2 separate regions of the Gossypium hirsutum genome follow, and region 2 is linked to region 1. A link is a contact called in public Hi-C data. All regions are on one chromosome and are shown on one strand. Each heading gives the region's core, a stretch centred on a gene start, on an enhancer-like site or on the middle of the called end of the contact. The rest is flanking DNA. Distances are from core to core; before and after follow the strand shown. Region 1 holds the start of LOC107913879 (protein SAWADEE HOMEODOMAIN HOMOLOG 1). Region 2 holds the start of LOC107913894 (putative methylesterase 14, chloroplastic).

What was found. A called contact is a pair of places that touch in the nucleus more often than the background predicts.
Region 2: a Hi-C map of leaf shows a contact between it and region 1, with 2.4 times the contacts expected there. The contact joins the promoter of LOC107913894 here to the promoter of LOC107913879 in region 1. A contact is called at or near these places in 2 of 34 Hi-C or Micro-C datasets (both in leaf).

Annotation. Positions count from the first base shown.
Region 1 is chrD10:7,178,343-7,184,824 of Gossypium_hirsutum_v2.1, forward strand. LOC107913879 (protein SAWADEE HOMEODOMAIN HOMOLOG 1) reads left to right here and starts at 2,058. Exons shown (of 9, transcript XM_016842547.2): 1 at 2,058-2,223; 2 at 2,443-2,528; 3 at 2,601-2,646; 4 at 2,774-2,909; 5 at 3,480-3,540; 6 at 4,078-4,129; 7 at 4,304-4,447; 8 at 4,552-4,671; 9 at 4,816-5,231. The coding sequence starts at 2,173. The coding sequence ends at 4,860. LOC107914551 (flavanone 3-dioxygenase 2) reads left to right here. Exons shown (of 3, transcript XM_016843492.2): 2 at 1-98; 3 at 483-792. The coding sequence ends at 713. It overlaps LOC107913878 (casein kinase 1-like protein HD16), which reads right to left. Exons shown (of 16, transcript XM_016842546.2): 14 at 6,372-6,482; 15 at 6,095-6,283; 16 at 5,717-6,015. The coding sequence ends at 5,956.
Region 2 is chrD10:7,326,319-7,332,325 of Gossypium_hirsutum_v2.1, forward strand. LOC107913894 (putative methylesterase 14, chloroplastic) reads right to left here and starts at 4,174. Exons shown (of 5, transcript XM_016842560.2): 1 at 3,354-4,174; 2 at 2,580-2,819; 3 at 2,356-2,499; 4 at 2,133-2,267; 5 at 1,115-1,574. The coding sequence starts at 3,599. The coding sequence ends at 1,302. LOC107913895 (tRNase Z TRZ3, mitochondrial) reads right to left here. Exons shown (of 13, transcript XM_016842561.2): 13 at 5,771-6,007.

The sequences.
Region 1 (6,482 bases), core at 808-3,307:
ATGGATCTTCTGAGTTTCATGTGTATTCAAAGAAAGGTTGGGTATCTTTCTGCCCTGATAAAGATGCCTTGGTCATAACAGTTGGGGATCAAACTCAGGTAACTTTTACATACTTTCTAAGATTGCTTTGGCCTTTTATGTGGTTGCTGCTTTTCGTTTTTGCCAATTAACTTCAAACTAAAGGACCGATTAGCTAAACTCAACTGGTTCATGCGGTCACCCAGCGAGTTTGGGTCTTTTGGTAGGTGCTGATGACAAAAAATTATATATTATGTATCTGCTTTATGGGACAACATAATGCTAGATAATGTAACACATTAGCAATGACAGCTATGTGGGTTTGATATCATGATATGGTGGAAACTGAATGGAGGAAATGATGAGCAATCAGTGTGTCATATCTCTGCTCTCCTGTAAATGTAAAAATATGAAATATTAGTCCATACTCATTACTACATAAATTTCTGTTGCTGCTGGTACAGGCATTAAGTGGTGGACAATTCAAGCATGTAATTGGGAGGCCCATCTATAAAGGAGAGGAAGAAGACTGCATTTCAATGGCATTCCTTTACTCTCCTCCAAGCACCACCAACACCACCAAGGTTGATCCACAAAAGGGGAAGAACACTATTTCACTCAGCCAACAGGCTATTGCTGCAATCGTTTTGACACTTGTTTACCATATTTTAGTCTTTGTTTACAACAAATTCTAATGCTGTTAAGAGTCATCATCCATCAAGCAATGAAGAGACTACACATCTTGATAATATATATACTTCAATTTTTGCCACAGATTTTAAATCTTATTTACTTTTAGCCAATGGAAAATGTCCTGGTATGACCTTGCTAAATTGAGATGCGAAGACCTCTCCTTTGGGATGTGCCTAGAAAATAAATGGATGTTAATACGTTAGAGAACAACATGGTAAACCCAAAACAAGCATTCCAAAAAATATTTGAAGGTGGTTGAGTTGCTTTGACCTACATCCACAACTCACCACCCAAACCAAAGTGCCCTTCTCTCAAGGTGTATAGACCGTCTTTTATTGGAACATCCTTATTGATTAACTTGGCCGGTTGAGCCAAGTTACAAGTTATAATATTTTTATTATAGAATAATCTTTTACCTACTTACAAGTCATGGATGTGTACAAATAATTACTAATAAATTTGTTACCATTTGTAAGTTTTACATATGAATTAAACTATAAATCGTCCTCACAAATATTACAACACACTTTCAAAGAAGATAATTGGAAGTAGTGATGCTTTGTGGGATAGTTTGTAAAGAGTGGTCTCAGCTAATTTCTTCTTTACTATTGATGGATGCTTGTTCGTGCCATTTGCTAGGGTTTACTCTATAACTTTCTAAAATTAAGAGCGTCGAAAATATAATTTTTTTTAATTTAATGGTATTCTAAATAAATAGGCTTAATTTGCAAAAAAAAAAAATCTCAATTGAGGGTGGTTGAATCACAATTATGAAATTCAACAAAGTTTATGATTTTTTTTGACAAAAAAAAATAAAAGTGCATCAATAACAAAATAATATTAGTATTAGCAAAATTATATATCAAGAGTCGTCTATCTAATCGTATCTGGTCAGCAACCCTTGAATGAGCTACATGGAACATTTTGGGATCAATGGATAATTCCTTTCATCAATCCGATCAAACTATAAAGAGTAAAATTCGCATCTTTGATATCTATTTAATTTCCACATGCATAACTTTTAAATTCTTGAAATTAAATATCTGTTCCACTTAGTATTGATGTCTCCCTGAATCTCCTTGATAGTTAGAATATAGTCTATCTCAATTACCATATTTACCATATCCTATCTTCACATCCATCTACCGTATTCATCTTTTGTTATTGCTGCCGAAAATGCCAATCCTGAAGACCATCAATGTTCAGCTTGAAAGAAGCAAGAGATGGTGGACTCCATACTTGATTAAAAAATTAAAAAAAGAAAAAATCAATGGAAAAGAATTGGGTTGGGCCAGGTTTGAGTGTCGATACTCGCTGAAAAGATAGCAATAAAATTCAAAACCCCCGACATATTACATAATAATAATAGTAGTAATAAACCTCAAAACAAAACCCAAGTTACTTTTGAAGATTCTGTGTCTGTCGTGTCGACGGCAAAGATTTTTCAGATTTTGGTCAGACATGGTGGACAACGATTCATGGGATTCCCTTTCTGAATTCACCTTAGCTGAGGTAAGTAATTCTCTCTCTTCTGCCTCTTCATTTCCCCTCCTTTTTTCTAACTTCTTGACCACCCTCAATTCCCTCTCTACCTATGCTTAATCTTTCTGTTTTGATCATCACATAAATGGAAACGCCTTCCTCTCTTTGAATTCCCCTTTTGTATTGTACCTCTTGATTTTCTCTCTTTAATCTCCCAAACATCCTCATTTTTTCCCCTCTGATTAAAAGGTTCTGGAAATGGAGAACAAGTACAAGGCAATAGGAGATGAAACGCTTAATGAGGAATTCTGCAACAATCTAGCTACCAGATTCAGGTGATTTTTTCTATTTTATAAATAAAAAGATTATTATTTTTTTCCTTACTTCGGGTTTTTTTGTTCTTACAGTTGCTCTTCAAACCGTCTTGGAAAATCTACTATAACATGGCAACAGGTTTGTTTTATTTCATTGTACCTACGGATTTCATGTTAAGTTCATAATGGCATTCACAAATCTTTTCTCTCTCTCTCTCTCTCTCTCTCTCTCTCTCTCTCTCTCTCTCTCTCTCTTTGTCTTTTAGGTCCAACTTTTTTTCCAAGAAAAACAAATGGAGGTACAAACTCAGCAAGAGTCATCAGCAATGGCCTTAAAGCTATTTGTTGATCTTTCTGGTGAAGATTCAAGCAAACCGCTAGAGGTCATGCAAAAGCGAAAAGGTTTACTTGTTGGCATCATAGTTTACATTGTTTTAGTCTAATTTATCGGTAAATATCTTATGGTTACTAGGGAATTGTTGCTTGATTCATCCTATATGACCTAGCTTTGTCTAGCTTTACTTGCTAGCTGCTACATCAAGATGTCACTTTCATAAAGTTTGAAGTTTTACAAGTGCTAAAAGGAATATTTTAAAACTTGCATAGCGAAAAGCAATGAAATGAATGTCTGATTGTTTAACCATTATCGATTAACCGCTACTTGTCATAAATTAGGCTGATGTTAATGCCCTTCTTTCAAACTCAGTTTAGAAGCAGAGATTACTATCATGATTAGCCTGCATTCTTGACTGAATTATGTCAACCAAACTAGCCGAAGCTACCATTCAAGTTGGTTTTTTTCTAAGGCCAAGCAACCATATATACATATACAATTGAAGCCGATGGTTACAATTATCACTACCATGAATAGCGTAAATTTTAAAAGTAGTGTTTTATCCAACTTGCAAAGTTCTTATATTTTCTGGTTGAAATTGAAACCGTATGGATTTTCTTGTATTCATTTTAATGCAGGTACAGTTGAAGACCTTAAGGAGTTGTCATTTGAAGCCAGATCAGCAAAAGATTATGCATGGTGAGGAAGATTATATTGATGAAGGCATGCAAAAGTCATTCAAATGTTTTTTGTCTAACCTTCAGAGAAGCCATTATAAGCCTACACCTTCGCTATTATATCTTGAAGTAAATTATTGACTCGAAATTTCAGGTTTAGATTGGATTTCGGTATCTAATTTATCAAGAATGCTAAGAGGATGTGCAAAATAGGAAAATAATAAAGCACCCCTTATTAGTCAAGTTGTGTGGAATCATGGACATTTATGGTAAAGATTAATCTCCCAGACGCATAGAAAAGAAACTAAGAAAGCGGGAAATAGTAAAGAAATGAAGTGATATAGCGGCTTGTATTTGTGGACGAGGTGCACTTAGGATCCAATGTGTGATATAGATATTGGATTGGCCTTCCAAATTTTTGGCTGGACATATAGACATTGTAATTCTATTGAATCTTTATTTTAATAGTATGAGGACAAAACCCAAACTATTTTAAGATCTTATGAAGGTCCTTGCGGCTTAAACTAGTGCACGTGACTAATATTTCTTTGGCTTTCAGGTACGATGTTGAAACATTTCTCAACTATAGGGTCCTTTGTAATGGTGAACTTGTAAGATTCTTGTACCGGTTTTGTATTTTATGATATAAAGTAGCAGGCTCCTGTGTCTTACTGTGCTTGTTTTAATGCTTTCCTTTGTTGGTTCCTTTGTTACTGGTTATTGTTAACTATAAAAAAGGAGACTGCAAGTATTTATTAATGCATATGACCTGTTCTATATTGTAGGAAGTACGTGTACGGTTTGCTGGGTTTGATAAAGCAGAGGATGAGTGGGTGAATGTAGAAACTGCGGTGCGTGAACGATCTATTCCTTTAGAACCTTCAGAATGTGGTATGGTTAATATTGGGGACCTTGTGCTGTGCTACCTGGTATTTTCCTTTTACTATCTTATTTGATTAGATGTTAGTAGCCATTTGAATCACTCGGCACTGAAGCAATTTCCAAAATCTATATTCCTCTGTTGATCTATTAGGATAGAGAGTATTATCAACTCTACTGTGATGCGCATGTTGTGGATATTCAAAGGCAGACACATGATGATAAAGGATGTACCTGCGTATTCGTGGTCTGCTATGACCATGACTACTCTGAGGTATATAAACTCGATAACCACACTCTTCTATCTCTTCCCTCTTTGTTTTGGCTTGTGTCCATCCACCTTACATATAGCTGCAACTTGATGTTTTAATCATATTAATGTTGTCACGCATTCATTTATCTTGGTTATACACACCAGGAAAATGTTTCGCTGGAGAGGATATGTCGCAGGCCTATTACTTAAAAGCAGAAGTTGTGCAGAAACAAATTGACGAAATTAACCGTAAACAACTCTTCAATGAGTTGGTGTTTACATTTTTCGCAAACAAGAGATGTCAGGGGCCTTCATCCAAGCTTCTTAAAGTGGCATTTTCTTATTGAGGGAGTGATGTAGTTCGTAAGGATGAGCAATTTGTAAGTTTAATGTAAGCCGTCATTGAAGTCTATGATGGAAAGGAGGAGATAACAATTTCTTGGTACACAATCATCTTTAGTAGCAGCATAACAGTTGTAACCCAATGATGTCTCAAATCCTTTTAAAAAGGTAATCCAACAGTGAATAATAAGTTTAATATTAAATTATGACAATATTATAAATTAAATAATTTTTTTTAATGATGTGTCATGATTGTATAAAATTGCAGACTTTAGTGAATCAAAATTAGAATATATATATTTGAGAAAAAAAATGAAGTAATGATGCAGGATGGTACATTTTCTGAACGTGATAGTTGCTGCCGTCTAAGTGTCATTTCACCTATTAACATGTTTTTGAAATGGTATAATAAATCTAGATTTGTATTTGTTAGCGACACTTGGCTCAGAAAGGGGCCCTGATGGAGGTAAAACAAGTACACGAGGGATTCAACCACCCAATCCTTTTAACCCAAAATAACTAGAGTTATATTTTACAGTTATTCTCATGCTGAGAATAATAATTACTTGCACCCCCCAAAAGTTTCAGAACTTTGAAAAATGCTGCTCGCTTTTGCTTGTCCCACTTCTCACTAAAATTGAACAATATGATCAAAGGAACATTGGCAATATTTTCACATCAACAAGCAAACCAAGAAAATAGGAAACTTTTGCCATTTTGCATCTGACCTAAACAAAGTTCTTATTACTTAGAAACTACGGAGAGTTGACAGACTGACCCATCATTTCTGGAATTCCGGGGCACATGAGACGAAGAGACATCCCACACAGTGGTGGGAGGAATGCAGCAGAAAAGTTCAACTAAAAGCACCTATATTTTAGTTACAATTGACTTTGAGAGTTTAACAGGCCTGCACCTTCAACCATGTCACCAAGGAGATCCTAAACAAAAGAATGAGGCAGCTTATGAAACTGTTCGTCCATAACAAATGGAAGCTAGGTAAAGATTTTTTTCCCACTTCTCCTGCAAGGTAAAGAAACTTAGAGTTAATTAAGTAAACAGAAGCCCAAAGCTAGTAAGGTTCAGATAATCATTTATCAACCTTGACATGAGTGCTTGGAAATGCTGATGTTCTGAGAGTTTCCTGTGTTTCATCTACTGGCCTCCTCCTTGGCAAACTAAGAATAAAAGCAGCCTGGTCCCACGTTGCTGCAGTAGCAGTTATACGATACCCACAATCCCACCGACGGTGGATGCCTTCGCTAGGATAAAGGAAGTCAAGTTCAACCACCTAGAATGAACATACAAAAAACACTTCGTTATAGATGCTTCTTTTAAGGAATGAGCTGGGATAAATTTCCATTAAAACTGATCAGTACCTGGTCGGAAAATCCAGCACCACGAGACATAACAACTGCCCATCTGCTACCAGAAGTGGCCATTGAGGTGACATAAAAACCCTCTCTCCATTTTTTGTTAATCCACTTAAA
Region 2 (6,007 bases), core at 2,924-5,423, 150 kb after region 1:
ACTGCATGGTTCAGGTTACAAGAAATAAGGATAGACCTGATCATGGAGTATGAGCCCCTCTTCATCGTTCTGACGTTCCACAAGCTAGTGAGGAGCGCTTGACTCCCTCTGTGTTACAATCTGCACAGGCCTCCCGTAATCCCAGCGAAGGTATTAATGCTTCTGCACATGAATATCCTGTACTTGGAAGTATCTATAGGTTTGGGATATAGTTGTTTTATCAAGTTGTTATGATTGAATTTGCAAGAACTAAGGAAGCTAATGTATGTCACTTCTGCATATGGTCTTTTAGTTAACCCAAGGAGAAATGAAAAGCAATGTACCTAGTGGAAGCAGTGGTCATAAAATTCCATCAGAAAACGGTTAGTCTATCTGTAATGGATTGATTCAGTATTGATGTCACGTGCAGTATTCCTAGAATGTCATATCGATGATACCATTCAGCAGGTTCCAATAGACATTTTGATCAGCATCCAGCAGCTCATAATATGAAGAATGATGGGTCTGTTACATAACATGTTCTTGAATAGTCCTTACCTGGTGCTAGATTAATTACCTTATTAGACTGGAAAGAGCATGCATCAGCAAGCAATCGTGTGTGGTCTACATTTGGAAAGAAGTGTGGATCAAAGAATAATGATGATAAATTATCGGTGGTGGTGTTGTTGTATGATCCAAGGTGCTTAGAAGTTTACTTTTGCCATGAACCATGCTGACCTTAGCTATGGGCTGGAGCTGGATCTTCCATAAGTGGATATTTCTTATTTTCATATGTTGTATTATCTTATGTTCTAAAATGCAAGTCTATTTGACAATATTATCAGAAAAAAGTTGATCTCGAAATTGAAAATTCATATTTCGAAAAGCAGAGGATTAGAAATATCAAATTATAGTAATGGCCTAAATTCGTAAATATTGCATAGTACAAGGTCCTTCAATACCTTAATAACTTTTTTGGTACATTTCCTAAACCCCTCCAAGTCTTATGATATTATAGGCTGAAGCATAACCTACAACTTCCAACTTACAGCAACTAAGGTAGTACTTAATTGGTTCTTAATAAAAAAGAAGCCAATGCATTGCTAGAAGAAAATGTAAATTACAAGGATGCAAGTGTATAACAGCTTTTCTCTTTACTGCAAGAAAAAAAATAATTACAGAAAGGTAGTTGTACATACAAGAACGGCATATGACAGTTTAAGAGCCGTACAATGAACCAACAGTTGTGTTCTGTGAGACAAATAGAAATAAAGGTTAAAGAATATGGTCCCTTTTCTTTTCTCTTCTTTATTGAAATTAAGCTAAGGAATCTGAACAATTTCTACTAAAATTTTGTGAAGCGACTGAGGCTTTGAGAAGAATGGGCAGTGATCACTCCCTTTAATCTTGTAAACTCCTTCTGGTGGGTTCTCTCTTACTAGTTTCTCTTGCACATCCGGTGAAAGAGCTCGGTCATCCAATGTCTGAATGTAGAACCGCTGTCCGCTTCCGTACTTCTCGGGGGACAGTGACAGTTTCTCCATTATAGGACCCAGTGGAGTAGGTCTCATGGTAACCATGGCCAAAGCTACATCCTGGAATAGAAACCAAATATCATGTTAGAATAATATGATTCTATAAATGCACACAACATTTAGACTCGAGCATGGTATTAACATGTTAAAATGCAATATAATATTCACCAATAACCAACACGAATCATCAGAAACTACGGTATCTTGAGTTTTGACATACATCATATTCGTAGCCTCTTGTTCAAAAAGTCTAATGATATAACTCCTTTCATGTTACGTTGTCCATGCAAACGATTGCAGCACTTGATTTCATTAACCATAATGCAAGACTACACCAAATAACAGAAGTGACGTATACAACATTGATTGGCCCAAAAATGGCCATAATATGCATACTTCATAGCTAAAGCTTCAAACATTTAATTTTATGGTGCTCTTATTTCCAATACAACTTCGATCACTGTTGTTCTGTTGCCACAAATGAATAAACAGGACAATAAATCCTAAACATCTAGCTTACAGAATGGTGGAGATCCTGTAAAGGGAAAAAAAATGGATATTCAAAATTTACGAGGTTCACTGATATGATGTTCTTGACCTGTAAGGCTGTAAAAGTACCTTTGTTGGCGATTGGTTGAAATATAACCCTTTCATTAGCTGTTTCTCGAACATGAACCCTGTAGGTGGCTCATCTTTTCCGTTTCCATAAATCAAAAACTCTGACTCTTGCATGAAACGTTCAGCAGAACCAAGCTGCAACAAAATGAAGAGTTGAAGTAACATAGACTTAATGTAATTACTTGATGTACAAGAAACGGCAACAAGGCATCGATAAAAATACCTCTTCTGCAAACACATCGAAAGGTCTCTGACCATTAGACACCATTGTAGCACAAAGGAAGATTGCTTTGGAGATCTTTTCTGGGAAATTTTCCAATGCATAAGAAAGGCAAGCACCTCCACTGCTATGACCCACCAAAATAACCTTCATATAGTTCATGAAATCAAAATTATTAACATAACAGATGAATAAAATGCATGAGAATATCAAATATGCTCACTTACCTTCTCGTCTTCGGGAAGGGCCTCTAGATATTGAATCAATGGTTTTGAATATTCAGCTAATGTAGTGACAGTGTTTGTATCTGTCAGATCAATACCGGAACCGGTCAGATCCATCGCAGTAGGTAAAAGACCCACTTCCTCCAACTGAGCAATTGTTTTATACCAACACCATGCTCCAAACCCTTCTCCATGTATCAGAACAACTCTTCTAAACTTGATATTTTCAAGAGATTCCACCACCTGCAAATAACATGAAAATAGTATCACAAATCACTTAGCTTTCATTAAGTTTATCACTGACCTTTTTCACAAGCTTTCAAGGAGAGCATGTTCCACAAATAGAAATAAAGAATGGTTTCCAGATTGCCTTTAAATTGACCATAACAAAAGACCTCTTTTTTAAACTTTGAATTTGGATTAAAATAAAATAAAGCAGAAAAAAAAAGAAGAAGCTATCTTTATCTTCTCAAACTAAATTGTATTAGAGACTTGGAATCTACTTTGAAGATATAAAGCTCAAAGCACAGTGAATCGGTTAAATATTTTCCCTTTTTCAATGAAAAAGCAAAAGAAGTGGACCATGATTAGCATCTTTTTTTTCTCTCAAAATTTTACTCTTGTTCTACAATCAATCATTAAAACCTCACTTTTTCAGCATAGATCCAGTCAACTAAAACAGTAATTAACACAATGATTAGAGATGAAAAGCTGGAAACACACCAAGTAACTTAATATCGGTATTCAATAATAATTAATAGTAAAAAAAAGAACTACCTTATTTTCATTATTAGCTAATGGATCAGTGTGTCTTCTAGAGCTGGTAGAGCCAATTCTCCTGGACATGGATCCATCAAATCTCTGAGACAATTGGTGCTGATGAAGAGCCATAGACAAAGCTTGTCTATGCAAAAGCTCTTCTTCTGCAGCCATTTTCCTCTGAGACCTTCCCCCAATTCTCCTACTTCTTGATCCATTATTTTCTTTGCTATCCTTCTTTCTCCTGTAAATGATATTACCCATTCTTCACAACACCTCAAAACAAGTTTGTTTTTAACACAACCCAGAAAGCTAAAGGATCATTTCTGCTAGGAAAGTTGAAGAAAGTCAAGAGATTTCCCAGGAAAGATGGGTTTTTTTTCAGTGAGCAAAAATTTGTATACGGCAAAAACCTTTCAGCTTCAAGATTTCATTATTTACATTTAGAATTCGTTGGAAAAAGAGATAAGAAGAAAGAGGAGAAAAATAAAGAGTTAGAAGAAGTAGGTTATAAATGCATATAAAAAAAACATTAAACAAATGTGTTGAGAGCTGCTTAATTCAGATTCAGAGGCAGCCAACTAAAATTAAGTGACATTTATTGTGGCTTGGATACAAATTCTATCAACGGTAAAGACAGAGACTTTGAATGCTTTGCTCTCTTTGTCTACAAAATGAAGAAATGTTATTTATACTGTTTGTTGACCGTTGATTTGGGGTTATTCCAGTTTTACTGCTAAATGGTGTTCAATACAAAATGAAGAAGAGTTTGGTTGGGGTAAGTAGGAGAGACATTTGTCTTATTTTTGGACACCAATGTTGTTGTTTTTATCAATCACCCCCATGGTAGATGATTATTATAATTATTTATGTGGTTTGAGTTGAAGGAGCAGTCACTGTTTTGTCTTGTATTTTATTCATTGATTTTGCGTTCTAACAATATTAATATAAATATACTCTGGTCATCTATTTACTTAAAGTTGAAGGACTAAAATAGTAAAGAGGTTTGTTTAACTTGTGGGGCACGCTTAGCTTTAAGTTCGTGTATGAAAGGAGAGGAAGGTTTAGTATATAGAAGAGTTAATATGTTATTTGGTATTTGAGTTTTTTAAATTTAAATTAGTCTTTGAGTTTGGTTTTAATATTTAATTTGGTACTTAAATTAAACAACTCAATGAATGTTTGACATGTATGCATTGACGAAGCCTAAAATTTTGGGGGTGGGGTAGAATAAAATTATATATTTTTATTATAGTAAAAATATAATTTCATCATTTTAATAGTTTATATTTTTTATGATGTCCAAAGTATAATTTTACCATTACTAATTTAAAATTTTATAAATTATAAAAGGCCTAAATTACATTTACCTAATTAGAACACGCACAAAACACAAAAGAAAAGAAAAACCTCAAATACCAAACTCAACATTAAAATTAAACTTGAGCTATTTAAAATATAATTTGCACAATTTGAAAACAGCCATGTATCATTGTTATCTTCTGATGTGGATTTGATCATCAATGATATCTCTTGAATTTGAATATGTGATATTTTAATATTTAAAAATAAAAATTTAATTGATAAAGCATATCTAATTTTAACAGAAGTTAATTTATAGTGTTATTAATTAGAATTTAATTTTTAAATTAGGCGAGATTAAATGTTTTGGGAAGTCGAATTAAGTTGTCAATTTTTATGAGAGTTAAAATGCAATTTTACCATTTTAATAATCTATATCTTTATAATATTTTAAAAGATTAAATCAAAACCTTGTCAATTTTTATGGGCCCAAATATAATTTTATCATATATTAACTTAAAATTTTATAAATTATGAAGAGCCAAAATTTAAAAATTTCATTTTTAAAAATTTAAAATTAAAGCGAAAAAAGTATTGATTACAGAAAATCTTAACCTACCTTCTCGTAACAAACTTATTTTTTCATTCCCTTTTCAATAAAACCCCCTTCGTACAAGCAATTCCAACAGTGTGGCCTCTTTCTTTAATTAGATTGCTTTGTAGTTGTCCTCTCCTACCCACCAAACTGAGTCTGCTCTTTTTACCCTCTTTTTCTCCATATATGAACTGAAAATTGAAACTATAAATGGGAAATTAGGGGTTTATGACCATCCTTACAATCACCAAAGTGCTGATTCTGATATTTAAACTTCTAAACCATGGATCTAATCTCTTTAAATTTATAGATTTTATTGCTGGTCCTGGTGAGAAAGAGGATTGGGATTCAACAACCAATTTAAATAGTGGAATAAACAGAGCGTTTTCCATATTTTATTTGGTCTAATTTTGTCCAAACGGGTGAAGTTAAATGTACCGCTATTAATTTTATCTGTTTTAGGTCCCTGTCTCAATCCTCAATTAGTTTATGAGCCTAATTTAATGATGATCTTAGAACCAATAATAATATGGTGGTGTTTGACCAAACCATATGGCTATTGTATTTCTATTTAATTATTAGTGTAAGATAGAAACCCCAAGAGAGACAAAAGACAATTCATGATTCATCCATTAGAAGCTTAAACTTTACTCAACTACTCAGATTTTTCAGTGTTGGAATATTACCAATTTGATTATGTAATATTCTCCTTCTATAGTTTCTTCCTTCAGTACTAACCAATCACTAAAAGATCATTGGCACAATCTTTTACACT